2 separate regions of the Ovis canadensis genome follow, and region 2 is linked to region 1. The links are chromatin contacts, called in public Hi-C maps. All regions are on one chromosome and are shown on one strand. The core of a region is the stretch at or near the end of the contact, and the rest is flanking DNA. Distances in the headings are between cores, read along the strand shown.

The links. A called contact is a pair of places that touch in the nucleus more often than the background predicts.
Region 2: a Hi-C map of lung shows a contact between it and region 1, with 4 times the contacts expected there. The contact joins the enhancer-like site here to the promoter of AMOTL2 in region 1. A contact is called at or near these places in 2 of 2 Hi-C or Micro-C datasets (fibroblasts and lung).

Annotation. Positions count from the first base shown.
Region 1 is chr1:258,080,511-258,084,318 of ARS-UI_OviCan_v2, forward strand. It overlaps AMOTL2 (angiomotin like 2), which reads left to right and starts at 1,726. Exons shown (of 10, transcript XM_069581067.1): 1 at 1,726-1,974.
Region 2 is chr1:258,140,125-258,143,932 of ARS-UI_OviCan_v2, forward strand. No RefSeq gene overlaps it. Among named protein-coding and RNA genes, the nearest start is that of AMOTL2, 60 kb to the left of the region's middle. Within about 2 kb of position 1,742, the one cell type or tissue checked has open chromatin away from gene starts, as enhancers often do. A contact at or near this core is called in fibroblasts, where this site is marked.

The DNA of each region.
Region 1 (3,808 bases), core at 476-2,975:
TGACTGAGCAATTGAATTGAACTGGACTGAACAATGTACAAACCTTAATTAAAGAATACTCTATTGCTCATCATCTGAGCCTTCAGCAAGTCATAATCTTTTTGCAATAGCAATACCAAAAATCACACATCACCATAACAAACATAATAAAAGTTGAACTATTGCTGGAATTACCCACAGACACACAGTGTGAGCAATGCTGCTGGAAAAAAATGGTATCGCAAACCTTCAATTTGTGAAAAATGCAGAATCTATGAAGTGCAATAAAACATAGCACACTAAAACAAGGTACTCTTGTGTTTGAGATACAATATTTGGCTTCCAAGTAAATCACACAAACACACACACACATTTTGGGGGAGAGTTTTATTAAAAATTAACAATGTCCCTGGCTAGTAAATAGCTCTTTGAACTTATCAAGTTTTCTAGTCCCAATCCCCTCCAGCGGATCTGGCAATTGCAACCTCCACAGTGAGGGGCGGCAGAGAAGACCTGGCTGGGGGTCAAAGTCAGCCCTGATTCTCAGGGTGGACAGGGGCCTGGGCTTTACACATAGAGGTGTTGAGAGACCCAATGTGGTCAGGGCCCAGGAATGGCACACAGAGTTGGGGAAGTGCCTGCAGGTGGGGAGGGTCTGGCACAGCAGGCTTTCTGGAGAAGGGGTTTCCACCGGTGCAGATGAACCAGCCTAGTGCCAAAGGCTGGGGAGGAAGGGTCAGAGGACAGAATTCCATCCAGAGAAGGAAGAGCAGGAGCACAACAGTGGACCTAAGAGAGGGCCCCTGGCTGACAGGGGTGTGGAGGGAAGCGAAGAAACCAAAAAAGAGAAAGAGCAGATGGAGAGAGGAGAGCTCCCAGAGTCTGCCCTGTCCACCGCAGTAACCTGGATTCTGGTGGCCGTGGAAAAGTTTTGGGAATGAGAAGCAGAGCAGCCCACAGGTTACCTGGCTTCATCACTTACTCTCTGTGTGACTCTTGGCAAGCTAATTAATCTCTCTGAGCCTTGGTTTCCTCATTTATAAGACAGGGATGATAAAAAAAAGAAAATCCCTGGCAAGATGACTGGAAGGTTGGCGGGATGACCAGGCGGTAAGCGGGTGCTGGCACCCGTAAAGGGGTGCCCCTTACTGCCTTCTTTGGGAAGAGCTGGACAGATCGCCTGGCGGCGGGTGATTCAGCTGGTAAAGTGGGTCAAATTAGCCGGAAGATTTTTCATCCCAGATTCACACTTCCTGTGGAGACAGATCCGGAAAGGGCTGGTGAAGGTGTTTGTAAACAATAAAAGTGCAATTCAAAGGTTGCCGCCAGCGACAACCAGCGAGGCTCCCGGCTGGAAGCAAGAGTCATCTCTTCGCTTGGGGCACGGTCTGGATCGGGCAGATATGGATATCTTTCCAGTCTTCTCTCACTGTACAACGCACACACACCAAGCCCCTCTCACCCCCAACCACGTCCAGCAGCAACACCCAGGGTCTCTCCCGAGGGCATGCCACGTACATTCTCGGTGTCGTCCAGCCGATGGAGCTGGAGGAGTGAGAGGAAGGCCGGGTACGGGGCTGAGGGCGGTAAGGGGCCTAGATGGATTCCAGCAGCTCCTAAGGAGAGCGGAGGTCGCTGGCCGGGGAGGGGCGCAGAGAGTCCAGGAGGCCGGGGCGGCCAGGTCCACAGCGCCGCCTTCCCGGAGGAAGGCGGGGGCGGGGAGGAGGGAGCTGGAGGAGGCGGAGAGAGGAGGAGGGCGGCGCGCTACGAGGTTATTTGTGGTTCGCTTTGATCCCGAGGGGGAACCTGAAACTCTCACATTCCTGGCATAGCAGCCGCCTCCGGCGCGGGCCGACCCTGGGGCTGCGCGCTGGGGCTAAGCCGCCAGAACGTCGGCGCCTCTGCCGAGAGCACACCTCCGCCGCCAAGCTGAGCTGAGCCGGGCCGGGCCGAGCCGTCGGATTTGACCGCTCGGAGCACTCGCTGGCCGCAGCGGTAAGCAAGGCCTCTTGGCGCTTTGGGGAGCGCACGGGGCTGCAGAGACGCGCTCCAGCCCAGCCTTTTCCGGGAGAGGGAGCAGAAGCCGAGCGGACCCTGAGTCCTCCAGGAGCGGTGCGCCTTTGCCCGCAACCGGCGGGGCAAGGGCAGCTCCGTCCTGGGGCGCCTTGCAGGTCCCCTGGGAGCTCTCGCAGGCGGCGGGGGTCCGCTGGGGCTGAAGGAGGGGACAGCCCGTGGGCAGATAGGAGTGTGTGTCTGGGAGCACGGATCTGGGAAGGAGGCGCCGCTTGGAGCTCAAGTTGCAGGGCCCGGGGGCTAATTTGGTTCGGGGGTGGGGGTTACAGGTGTCTTTCCTCCCTAACTAGCCCAAGAATTCCTCTTTGTCTTCCTTGGAAAATCCTCTCCGGAGCCACGGTCTGGCTCTCACTTAGAAAGAATGCAGCCTGCCGTCCAGCCCGGTGACGTCAGCGCTGGGGCATTTGGAAAACAAAGAGGGCTCGGGAGGGAGGGGGGAGGCGGATCCACGACGCTTAAAGACCTCTCCGGACCGCGGCTACCGTCGTCCGCTCCAGGCGCTGCGGCAGCCGCAGGGTGCTCATGGTCAGCCAGGAGTCCGGGTAGGGCGGGATCCCTGGCTGGGGTGCGATCTGACTTAAAGACCCTCGCTTTGGTTCCTTGGGCCACAGTGAGCCAAGGTAAAGGCCGGAGTTGTGTGGTTGCTTCGAAGCGGGTGTTTCAGAGAGCCCAGCGCGCTAGCGCAGCAGGGGTGCACGATCCGGGTCGCGGGCGCGGATTTTAGTAACAGCTTAGCTGTGTCCATCTGAGAGATCTGACTGAGACAAACAAGGAATGAAAGGCGCGGGAAGTGCTCCCTGCTCCCAGGCACACTGTTGGGGGAGGAGGAGGGCTGGAATCTGTCCGGAAAACTGCATTCCCCGGTCCTCGGCTGGAGTCAGCCCAGACAGTGTTTAACTTAGGAAATGCCCCGTGGATGAAACGCTAGGGCGAATTGATTCCTGTTTGTTTTGCCTCGGGTAACTCTAGAGTCTTGCATCTTCTGTGTGTGTGCGCGCGCGCCCCGTATATGTGTGTGCCCCCTGTGTGTATATGTGTGTGTGGGGGGGGGAGGGGGTGGGATAGGGGGGATGATGTGGTCCCGGGGAAGTCTGAACACCGAGATGTCCTCTAGACCTATCTCTCCCCAGTTCTGGGCAGCTGGGAGGAGGGAGTGGGTTGGGAATGGCTGCTCTGCCAGCCAGCCAAGCCCTAACTGGAGCCGGGCATTGGGGCTAGCTCTGTGGCAAAGGAGGGGCCACATTCCTCCCACTGTCCTCCTATATACACAGGACCTGTGGAGGTGTGGGTTTTGTTTGGTCTTCCCTGAATCCCAGTTTGGAGGTTTGTGTTGGAGAAGGCTGGGGAAAGGAATCCAGGTGAGGCGGGCAGCCTTCCAGGCCATGGGCCACTGGGAGCACAGACTCAGAAGGGAACACCTTCCTCAGGAGACAATCTCCCTGCAGAGTCACCAGCCCCGGGTGCCCGCAGCTCCCACACTCCTTCAGTCAACTCAAGCAGTCTTACCCATGTAGAGATGCTGAGTGCCCATCCCCTCGTACCTAGAGGACCAGCAGGCGCTTCCAAGGAGCAAGTGTGTGTGTGGCTGGGGTGGTGATCATAAAATCAGAGACACCGTGCCAGCCTTTCTTTTTCCTGGAGCACGTGTGCGCTCACTGTCAGTGCACAGACTGTGTGCCTGGCCCACAAACCTTGATGGGCGGCACCTTTTTGCCTCCTTTTGCAAAACCACTCTTGGTGTAGTCTGTCTCATCTT
Region 2 (3,808 bases), core at 492-2,991, 60 kb after region 1:
GAAAACCAACCAGTATTAACTGAGTACCTACTAGGTACTAGGTGCCATCTAGACCCTTTGTGGGCTTTATCTCACAATACTCCAAAGCATCATGTTGAATCCTCACAGGCCCACTACTGTGCCTTCTGTAAAACGGGGGCTCCATAAACCAACCAATGTCATGGGTTCAACTGAGGTGGAACCCGGATCCTTGTTGTGACTCAGCTGGTGGTCTGGCAGCCACTGATGGGTAGGCAGGCTCAGGGGGCTGTTTGGATCACATGCTTTTCCTTCAGGGGTTTCCCTGGTGGCTCAGAGGTGAAGAATCCACCTGCAATGCAAGAGATGCAGGTTTGATGCCTGGATCTGGAAGATTCCCTGGAGGACATGGTAATCCACTCCAGTATTTTTGCTGGGAGAATCCCATGGACAGAGGAGTCAGGTGGGCTGTGGTCCATGGGGTCACAAAGAGTCAGACGTGACTGAAGCAACTAAGTAGGCATGCTCTTCCTTAAACCCTCTGAACACAAGGCTCCCTCTTTCACCCATCTTTTGGGCTAACTCCTATTGGCCTCTCAGGTCACTTGGCAGCTTCCTCCTGGAAGCCTTCCAAGATCTCCCAATCTGGGTTATTCTTTTATGTTTCCCAACACCCTTGGCTTTGTCCCTCTCTGGGTGTTTCAGCAACTGTCTCTAGAATCTGAATGTCAGCTCCTAAAGGACAGGAGGTGCCTTGTTCACCTCTGTGCCCCCAGAATTTAGCTCAGGGACTGTCACAGCTCAGTAAATATTTGGTGAATGAATTAAATACGTCAGTTCAGTTCAGTCGCTCAGTCGTGTTCGACTCTGCGACTCCATGAACCACAGCATGCCAGGCCTCCCTGCCCATCACCAACTCCCAGAGTTCACCCAAACCCATGTCCATCGAGCTGGTAATGCCATCCAAACATCTCATCCTCTGTGGTCCCCTTCTCCTCCTGCCCTCAATCTTTCCCAGCATCAGGGTCTTTTCCAATGAGTCAGCTCTTCGCATCAGGTGGCCAAAGTATTGGAGTTTCAGCTTCAACATCAGTCTTTCCAATGAACACCCAGGACTGATCTCCTTTAGGATGGACTGGATGGATTTCCTTGCGTCCAAGGGATTCTCAAGAGTCTTCTCCAACACCACAGTTCAAAAGCATCAATTCTTCGGTGCTCAGCTTTCTTCATAGTCCACCTCTTCCTTTATAGTCCAACATGACCACTGGAAAAATAGCCTTGACTCTTGGATATTTAGTCCCTTCCTGGCTTGTCAAAGAGCACCTGATCCCAAACTGGATCTTCTGCTTTTCCCTTCCCCTCTTCAAGCCTTACCAGCCACAGTATGCCCTAAAGTTGGCAAATCTAGGGTCTGAACTCTGTCCCTTGAGGCTGGTGGATTCCATCGTCCCTTCCACCCCTTCCCCTGACTTCTCCATGCCACAGTGGACTACATCGGGTTTCCCTTCTTTTCTAAACCACATCTGCTCTCGAAGCACGCTACCCTGGGACTGGTGTTGAGTCCCCGATGGTCTGGCAGCCGTCAGTACCCTATCCTCCAGCCGGACGTGCTACAGGTTCTGGGGGGTGGCAGAGAGGGGGCCCTCCCGCGGAGCCGCTGCCAGGCGTTCTCCAACGGGAGGGGACCGAACTTCTGCGTTCAGGGCGCGCAGTGTACACCCTGTTCACATTCCTAAGCAGACCGGAATGCGGACGCGGGACAAGCCAAGGGCCGCATTCCTCGGGTTGGGCGGGAGCACGGCCCGGGCCCCGCCCCGCCAGCCCCGGCCCCGCCCCCAGGCCCTGCCTGCTGGACCCTGGACCACAGCCTGAGAGGGCGTCCCCTGGCGGTGCCGGCGGCCAGAGGCGGGACCCGCGGCTCTGCCCTCTATTCCGGGCCCCCTGCCCGTCCTCCCCGCCTCCTCCCGGGTTCTCTGGGCCTGAACCCAGCCCGCCCTTTGGATCTTAGAATCCCCTCCTTTATCTTCCCCGGGAAGCTGCCTGCTTCCGGAAACTGATTAGGACTCCAAAGCGCTTATTGGTTTTTGTTATGTGCTGCCAGTCAAATCAGAAAAAAAGGAATGGCTCCCCAGGCCTTCACAAAATCCTAACTCCAGGGTGGCTTCCTCTCCTGGCTTCCCATCCTGTCCCCAGGGAGCCCGTCTTGACCTGCCTCTGATGGGTGCCTCTGTGGGAATTTCCCACCCTCGTGCGCGGTCTCCTCCCAGCTGGCCCAGCTGGCACCATCAGGGCCAGAGACCAAGATGAATGGCCTCGCCCCTGCCGAGTCACCTCCCACTGCTCCACTGAGGGCTTGGGGAAAGAAAATGTGGCCCTAAGTCGAAAGCTGTGAGAAAATGGGCCTGAGTCTGTAGGTCTGTACCTTGGCCTCTACTGGAAAAAGCACCACTGCCTCAGAGGAAGGATCCCTGGGAGCCGAGGCCCCAAGAAAGTGGAAAGCCACTGGGCTGAGGGTTTCCACGATGGTGTAGAAACACAACACACACACAAACTGCACTAACCTCAAAACACCACTGAAACAGGTTAGCAAAAAAGGGCTTGTACCCAGAACCAGGACTGGGCTATACATGTTTAAGTCACCCTCCAGGGTCTTGAAGAAGAGGAGCTGTTTACTCACTCCTTCGTGAGGGGACAGGCAGCTTGTTTCCCCAGATACCTGGTCAATGGAATGGTGGACACTGCCAGGAAGGCGTGGGCTCACACCCTACTTTCTCAGCTTGTTGCAGGTATCCTTCCTAGTGGGAAAGAAGCTGTGCCCTCACGTTGCTTGCATATGGAAATTTGCATGTTTATCAGCCCATTACCGGTTAGGCACTCACCCTGTGGTTAAAGTGACATCTGAGCAGCCAGTAATGAAAGAAAGCATGCCTGGAACTTGCATTGCTCACCGTCAGAGAGGGTTGTGAATGTTGCCAGGAAAGATGGGAAAGCAGAAACCAAACTCTCATTGGCCAACACCTCAGCTGTAAGAAAGGGCAGGGCAGCAGGGGCACTGGATTGGAGCTTGGCCTTGATTGCTAGCTTACCTTGACCTTGAGAGCTGGCTTACCTTGCTCAGTTGTTTTCTCAGCCTCTCAAGGGAGGAAAACACTGTGGTCCCTTTGTCCCTGGCCAGGAGGGAGGCCCAGAGTGGTAGACAAGGTGGCTGGTGGCCCTGCAGCTCTGGTTTGAGATGGCAGCCCTAGCTCCAGGTCTGCCTCTTCCCCCGACACAGAAAATGGACATTCCAGCCTGTCACAACACCCCAGTGGTTCCTTGAATGGCAGTGCCAGAGCTCTGTCTCGGTGGAGTGTGAGGAGCTTGAAGTATTCATGAAGGACGCAGAAGAAGACCCAGTGATGAGTCTATTCACTTCACACACTGACTCAGGACCTACCCCAGGAGACTTACCGTCCACTGGGGGAGAGCGATGTCAATCCGGCCAGTACAGTGCAATGTGACGAGCAGCAAGGCAGAGGAAGGCTGGGCAGAGCATGGGCAGGAGGGTCTTCTTTGTGGGAGTGGGAGGTAGAAGGGGTGGATGGTGGGGAGGTGAAGGGGTTGGAAGGAGACTCTGCCAGAAGAGGGAGCTCTAATTCTTGCCTCTACTCTAGACTCAGTATTGTGAGGCCATCATGCGTTGTGCTACATTTTGCTAAAGAATCTCCATGCACTTTGCTGATCACGTGGTTAGATCGGCCAGACTTTAAAGCTTGAGTTCTGAGGTCACTTTCTAAAGATGAGTGACTTTCTATTCCCCTCTGAACCTGTAATGGGATATGGTTTTAAGACTGAATTTGCCCCCAGAATT